Linked DNA regions of Danio rerio: region 2 is linked to region 1. A link is a contact called in public Hi-C data. All regions are on one chromosome and are shown on one strand. Each heading gives the region's core, a stretch centred on a gene start, on an enhancer-like site or on the middle of the called end of the contact. The rest is flanking DNA. Distances are from core to core; before and after follow the strand shown. Region 1 overlaps LOC141378822 (a long non-coding RNA gene). Region 2 has its middle 52 kb from the start of kif23.

Region 1 (3,988 bases), core at 119-2,618:
GAGGGAGCCCCAGGTTCAAGGATCTTATGAGCTCAGGGCTCTCACCCGAGACAGCATGCCAAACTCGCTTTATAAACAGTCATCAGCTAAGTGTGAACTCTTGAAACAAACGTTATATAAATTTTTTTCCAAGCACCCTGACCTAATTTATTTACAGTGTCAACTAGCAATTGTGAGAAAAAATATAATTGTGATAAATACTAATATTGCAAGGAAAAAGCAAAAATTAGGAGATAAAATTCAGAATTTAGGTAAACAAAAGTAAAAAAAAAAAAAAAAAAAAAAAAAAAAAAAAAAAAAATATATATATATATATATATATATATATATATATATATATATATATATATATATGAATATATATATATATATATATATATATATATATATATATATATATATATATATATATATATATATATATATATATATATATTTATGATTTCTTACAACTGAGTTAAATGATTGCAATCAGTTTCTAGTTTCAAGAAAAAAATCTGACCTGTCAGAAATGTCTGATATAAAACTCACATCAAAAGTTCTGGCAAGAAAAAAATACAGAACTGTGGGGTGTAAAAATAAAAGCCGGACACTTGTAATTCAGTAAACTTGCCTTTGTGAGTTTAGCTGTTTATATAAACTCACAATTTTGCAACTGAGAAAAAAAAAGACTGAATTATGTGATAAAAAAAATCTCTATTCCCTTTTATATGTTTTTAAATTCCACAGTAGAGTTGCTTCTCTCAGCACAGCTCTGCAATACAGTGATAAAGAGGAGGAGAGACAGATTGGTACACGCAGTGGTAAAGCGAGATACAGAAACAGAGGGAGAGAGAGAGAGAGAGAAAGAGGAGGGCTGCACTTCTCACCCTCCAAGCAGAAACACCCCTTTATAGACATGACATGGTGTCGTACTACATCAATACTAAAGTGAAGCACTACAGAGCAACAGCCGCCAACCAGCCCTCTAGATCCTTAATAATTCATCCTGACGCTAATGCAGCGGGACAAAAGATGTCATCCTTTCTCATTTGATGTCATCAATAAGAAATGCCATTCAAGCTCACTTTACAGGACAATATTCAGCAAACAAAGCGTGACAGTTGATGACAAGGGGGATTTGGATCGAATATTATCATTGGTCATCATGTATTGAACCAAACTGTACAAAAGCAAATGACAAGCACCCCCCAAATAAAACCAAACGGTGCAATCCCAGTGCTGTAATTGTGTGTGTCTAATGTGCAGTAGTGCACTATGTTCATCTGCCCACAGAACTGCAGGCTGGGAGCGAGACGAAATGTGACCCTGCCATTCTCAATGTGTTGACAGTGCTTTAATTCAACATGATACCAGACACCCGCAGTCTGCCCCGGCCTGCTAGTTTTATACTCTCAGAGGCACTTAAAATACACAAACACTGCTCCGGACCACGAGGGAGGGGCGGGCGAAAAAACGTTTAGCTCTGAAGCTACTTAAATATTCACGTGTTGGCTTTTCCAAGAAGCTTGTGATATCAAGAGCTGCCTTTTCAAATACCTTTGCATTTCATCGTCAAACGGAATCACTGTGAAGCTAAAATTTTTGCTGGAAAGGTAATGGCTAGAAGGACGTGTAAGAAATGGTGTTGACATGTCCCGTGTGACCTGCATTACTCCATCTAAGAAGTCTGTAATTTCAAGCGTTGCCTTTTCAAATCATTTGAAAGGTGTGCTGTCTGAATGGTACTACGTTTTTATTTGAACTTGCATATCCATAACTTTTTTGTTTCATGCATAATGAATGCATGGAGTAGGAATGCAAATTGGATGTATAACATCTGCCATGTTGTCATTATCATGTCACCTATAGCGACAGTTGTGTCATGTCACTTCCATTCATAAATCCTCTTCAGCGGCCTTATGAGACAGTAAAGTGTCCAATCAGTGCACGCTTCCAAATCTGCTGGAGGTATTGGACTGACATATACTTTATCGACACACTTCATAACTTACATATAGCAAAGACACGAAACACCAAAACACATTTTTTGAGATATATATATATGTGTCCCATGTTGCTAAAAACACTATTAGGACACATGTATTTCACAAAAAGATCAAGCTAATTCGTTCTTCTGGTTTGAAAAGAAATTTTGAAGCTACGTCACGGCCATGAGATCATTATGTAAATTCCAGAGTGTAGACTGGATGTCTGTACTGGCTGGTACAAAGTGACATAATTGAGTTTTCAGCATTAATTCATGAGAAAGACTTGGTTTAAACCAATTAGAACGCTCTATTGTGTATGAGATGCAAATTCATTAATATGCATGATATAGATTTGAAGATTGTTTTTACTTCTTAGAGTGTTGAGATGGCAGAGAGACACCATGTAGTGTTGCCAATCGTAATTAAAACAAGTGAAAAAAGAAAAATTGTTCAGAGACATGGGTCATCAGTGTTACGTTTATAAATGTGCCGCAACGAAGGTTTTGTTTCCAATTTCCTGCGATAAGAGCACCGCTGCATGAGGGCCCACATTTTACTGTGGATTACAGTGGTCTGCTAACACGCGACAAAAATATATTTGTAAGGAGCATTTTTAAATGAGAGATTATTGCTTCTGGAAATGGTGAAATTCAAATTTTCCGCTCGTCTCCTTTTAAAAAAAAGACGCATTCCAGTTTGTATTGATTGTCCTGTCTCTACGGATTTGGTAAGTGTGTGATCATTGTTCTTTGTTTATGCTTATTCAGATGGCAAAGTTAGTATCGCCAGAAGTACTCTTTTAGTTTTTAAAGACATACCTTGGTCAAAATGATTTAGTTACTCTAGTAAGTTTACAGTAATATCAATACAATATTACGGATTGAAAAATCCATTGTAAATGCTGCTCTCCGAATGTAAACATGTAAACTTAATCGCCTAGGATTTTTGCCGTGATTGATTGCCACCAAATTTTGCGACAGGATAGTCTATACACATACGGCTGTTTGACGCTATTTGCACCTACCGAGTCTCTGCATCTAACGAGAAATGCAGAGGGTTGTTTTTCTCCCACACGGGATCATGAAAGTAACAAAAAAAAAAGAAACTCATGGAAAAACCTTAACCATATTACTGTCTTATTTAGATTAAGGCAAATATTTAGATGTGTAGACACTGTCTATCTTCCCTGTTTCTGTGCTTTGTGTTACCGGTCTAAAAACAGCTGTAGTGCACATACTGAAACTCCCCTTTTCATGTAAACCCTTCCCTCTTTCGCCACTCAACATTCCTACCAAAACAAAGCTGGACTCACCCACTTTCCTGACTTTTTTCAAACTAGAGATGCAGAAACACCCTGCTGAGACGAGGTTTATGGCCTTTTAAAGGTAGTGTACATTTAAAATAAAGGCTTTTTAAGATGTTAGTAAGTTAGCCTTTTAAGGATATCTATTATCTAGTGTGCTTCAAACAGTGACAAAATATCTGTTTAGAATATATAAAACCAATAAACATTCAAAGCTTCTGCCTAAATAGATCAATGATTTTTTTTCACGTCTTCTTTCAATTTCTCAATAAATCTTCATTGTAATGTTTGACATTACGTCAAACATTAAATAAAAAAATGCTTGTTTCAAATGGGACCTTACCGGGCATTTTTACCAGTCATTACATCAGTTTCTGGTATCAGTCATTCAAATACACTAATTTGGTGGTCAAGAAACTTAATTTATTAATTTTATTATATTAACATGAAAAAAGCTCCTTAATATTTTTGTGATAACCCTGAAAGTTTATTTATGTACGTAACAATATAAGTATTTATTTGAATTTGAGATCCTTTGTCAAAATAAATGCATTTATTGTCCTGTTCACACTTAGATATTGCTTGACAGCTGTAAGCAGGTTTGGCATGCTGTCCTGGGAGAGAACCCTGAGCTCGGAGACAGTTGAGCCAAGGGCTCCCGCCAGGTCCATAGAGCATGTGAGGGGAGTACGAGATCAGGTGGTTCTCGAGAGCT
Region 2 (3,930 bases), core at 283-2,782, 56 kb before region 1:
CCGGGGTCGCCACAGTGGAATGAACCGCCAACTTATCCAGCAAGTTTTTACGCAGCGGATGCCCTTCCAGCCGCAACCCATCTCTGGGAAACATCCACACACACATTCACACACACACTCATACAATATGGACAATTTAGCCTACCCAATTCACCTGTACCACATGTCTTTGGACTGTGGGGGAAACTGGAGCACCCGGAGGAAACCCACGCGAAGGCAGGGAGAACATGCAAACTCCACACAGAAACACCAACTGAACCGAGGTTCAAACCAGCAACCCAGCGACCTTTTTGCTGTGAGTCGACAGCACTACCTACTGCGCCACTGCCTCCCCCGATTTTTGTTTGTTTTAGTGGTAATCAAGATCTTTCCTAATGTGTCCAGAGGAGCTTTTTAGAGTATATTTAAAGTAGGTTTCTTTTTTGTTGTTTACATTTTAGATATGGGTGGCACCAAGGCTCAGTGGTTAGCCCTGATGTTGGCATTTCTGTGTGGAGTTTGCATTCTCTCCCCGTGTTAGAGTGGGTTTCCTCTGGGTGCTATGGTTTCCCCCACAGTCCAAAGACATGGGCTTTAAGTGAATTGAATAAAATAAATTGGCCTGTGAGTGCGTGTGTGGGTGTTTCCCAGTACTGGGTCACAGCAGGAAGGGCATTTGCTGCGTAAACCATATGCTGGAATAGTTGGCGGTTCCTTCCGCTGTGGCAACCCCTGATAAATAAGGGACAAAGGCTAAGGAAAATGAATGAATGACATTAGATATCCAAAAAAGACTTTTAATATATCGGAACCTATGGATCGAAACGTTTTATAAAAGTTGTCCTAAAACTATTAAACAACATCCTAAATACAATATATAAACACATTATTTTTGTATATTAAAAATCATTTTTAAATATAATAAGTAAAACATATTTTAGTTAGGCAATGTGGTGGCTCAGTGGGCAGCTCTCACAGCAAGAAGGTCACTGGCTCGAGCCTCGGTGCTGGATAAGTTGACATTTCTGTGTGGAGTTTGCATGTTCTCCCCGTGTTGGTGTGGGTTTCCCTAGGGTGCTCCGGTTTTCCCCAAAAGTCAAAAGACATGCAGCACAGGTGAATTGGGTAGGCTAAATTTTCAGTAGTGTATTTGTGTGAATGAGCTGGTGTCTCCCTGAGATGGGTTGCAGCTGAAATTGCATCCGCTGCAAAAACAAGCTGGATAAGTTGGCGGTTAATTCCGCTGTGGCGACCCCTGATTAATAAAGGGACTAAGCTGAAAAGAAAATGAATGAATGAATGAATGTTTTATTTCCTGATTGTCAGATTTCTCCCACCAAAAGACGCTGAGGTCTTCTTCTGTTGCCTGATCCAGCAACACTACAGACGGCTGCTCTGCTCTCGCTTGGGCTCTCATTTGCATTATATATGCTTCATTTAGCGTACATGGCTGAGTGGAAATATAACCTGAAGCCATTCAAACAAGGCATGAAGTGGACCGGAGCAGTGTTTGTCCATGAGATGGCAGCACCGCGTCTCCTGCAGCTCATTTCAGCACTTTCAGGGGGAGGAGATGGACCACTTGTGTAAGAATGAATGGGAGGCTGAATTCAGAACAGCATATTACCATATGGCAGAAATAGTAAGTGTAGTATGCTATTAGAGAGCTAGTATGAGAGCTATGCTGAATTCAGCAGGGAAAATTATAATGCTAGATGTGGCAACAGAAGTGATAGACTTTATTTTAGCATTACAACCTGAAATTATTGTAGTTAGCATGCTTAGGGGTTACAAAACAAAACGAATAAGAAAAAGAGAATACTGATAGAAAAATATGACTTAAAATATGATATTGGGGGATTTCTCTCTCTCTTTTCGTTTGTATTTGGTCTTGAAGATGGAAAAAAAAGAAAAAGGAAAAGAGCTGTTAAATTTTATATTAGGACAAGCAGAAATTGTGCTATACATTAGGAGGTACAAGATTTTGTGGGACTAGTTATAAAGTTGAACTGATTTTTAAAGGGCTTATAAAAGCAATAATAAGGCGTGGATAAAATTTTTATTTGTCAATGAAAGATTTTGAAGGCATGTGGAGTGTAAAAAAATGTTGTCTTGGGTTGAAAATAACGTCATGTTTTTTGATGAAAACATTGTGTGATTTGGAAAATTGTTTTAGTTTAAATCAACAAAAAACAGTTTAACATTTTGTATTAAATAAAGGTGTATTAAACTTCAATTTAATTTCTCTCTCTCTTTTTGTTTGATTTTTAAAAATTATTTCATACCAAAATATCAATATTACAAAGGTTCATTTTACTCAAGCCACTTTGTAAATATTAGTCCTCCATCTTTAACAGAGCACAACCTATCTTTATAAATCCACATATTTTCAAACTCTTCAATATTCTTGACATTCTTATAATTTTTATTTTTTGATTCTCACTTTGATTTAACTCTTAAAAATTTGCTCCACATCTCAACAAAATTCTTCCTCTATTATTTCTTTTAATGTTATGTATGTTTGGCTTTTCCAACAACAAAATTAATAATTAACTTTTTTTTTCTCTCTTTTTTTTTGCAAATTTGAAATTAAAAATGAAATAAACTTAATATCCGCAAACAAAACTAAACATCAGAAATAAATCTTTAAGCCTTTCACAATGTAAAAAACAATGAAAAAATACCTCTTTTTTTTATATTTAGCACTTTGACACATAATTCATACAACTTTTTTTCCGTTTACAGAGGGAGAGAGAGAGCACATTGAAATAAATCAGAAAAAAATGGCTAAAAACTGAAATAAACAACATGTAAACAGACAGAGAGCACATAGAATTCTAAAATGTATACTGAAATGTTAAACTAAAAATGTAAAACAAATACAAGCCAAGTTTGTATTATTAATTATTTGCCAAGAGGTTATATAAAATATAAATTTTTATATAAAAAACATAAACTTAAAATAACGTATAATTTAATTTAACTATGTTAGTTAGTTAGTTAGTTAGTTAGTTAGTTAGTTAGTTAGTTAGCTAGTTATTTAAATTTAATTGTCTTGTAGAAAAATGTCATTTGCAGCATACACTCACAGAGACATCTGACAATTCACATTTAGCATTTATAAAAATAAATCAAAATAAATATAAAAAAATAAATACCTAAATAAATAGCAAAATAAAAACCTAATATACTATGGAACCACTAATCTAAATAAATATCCAGTATACTGGCCATCAACTACTACGAAGAGAGGAGAAATAATAATAAAAAAAAAACATAATTGCTTGAGGTATAAACGATACTTTTGCCCTATTTCTTTTTCCTACACATGTGGGAACCCAATTTCGACAACCTGATGGTAACAGGTTAAAGGTGTATAATTCAATTCAATTCATCTTTATGTCTATAGCACTTTTACTATGTAGATTGTGATAAAGCAGCTTAACATAGAAGTTTTAGTCAATTGTAACTGTGCCAGTCCAGATTTCAGAGTTGAACATCAGTTCAGTATGGTTTAAATTTCACTACTGAAAGTCCAAACACTGAAGAACAAATCCACCAATGCGCAGCTCCACAAGACCCAAACCAAGCGAGCAAGGGGTGACAGTGGCGAGGAACAAACTTCACCAATTGACGAAAGTGAAGAAAAAAAAACCTTGAGAGAAACCAGGCTCTGTTGGTCATGACCATTTCTCCTCTGGCCAAATTTTGATAAAGGATGCCTCTCATCATTGACAATCATGGTAGCCTTATTTAATACTCTTTCTGTGTATATATCAATACTCTTTAGTTTTATTCCCAACAACTTACTGGCTGTTGTTACCACCCTCCCCTATGACCTCTTCTGGTCCTCAGACGCATTTCTATACTAAAAGATCACACAAAATGTTGCAATACTTTCGATAAAAGCACTATAAAACATAATCAGCGATGTGTTGTCAACATTAAAAG

Evidence for each region. Hi-C and Micro-C count contacts between places; a contact is called where the count stands out from the background.
Region 2: a Hi-C map of an unstated tissue shows a contact between it and region 1, with 2.1 times the contacts expected there. The contact joins two enhancer-like sites. A contact is called at or near these places in 2 of 18 Hi-C or Micro-C datasets (embryo and an unstated tissue).

The regions. Positions count from the first base shown.
Region 1 is chr18:21,736,516-21,740,503 of GRCz12tu, reverse strand. The region is part of intron 4 of LOC141378822 (a long non-coding RNA gene); the gene reads right to left. Among named protein-coding and RNA genes, the nearest start is that of kif23, 110 kb to the left of the region's middle. Within about 2 kb of position 1,368, at least 11 of the 62 cell types and tissues checked have an H3K27ac peak or open chromatin away from gene starts, as enhancers often do.
Region 2 is chr18:21,792,778-21,796,707 of GRCz12tu, reverse strand. No RefSeq gene overlaps it. Among named protein-coding and RNA genes, the nearest start is that of kif23, 52 kb to the left of the region's middle. Within about 2 kb of position 1,532, at least 4 of the 62 cell types and tissues checked have an H3K27ac peak or open chromatin away from gene starts, as enhancers often do.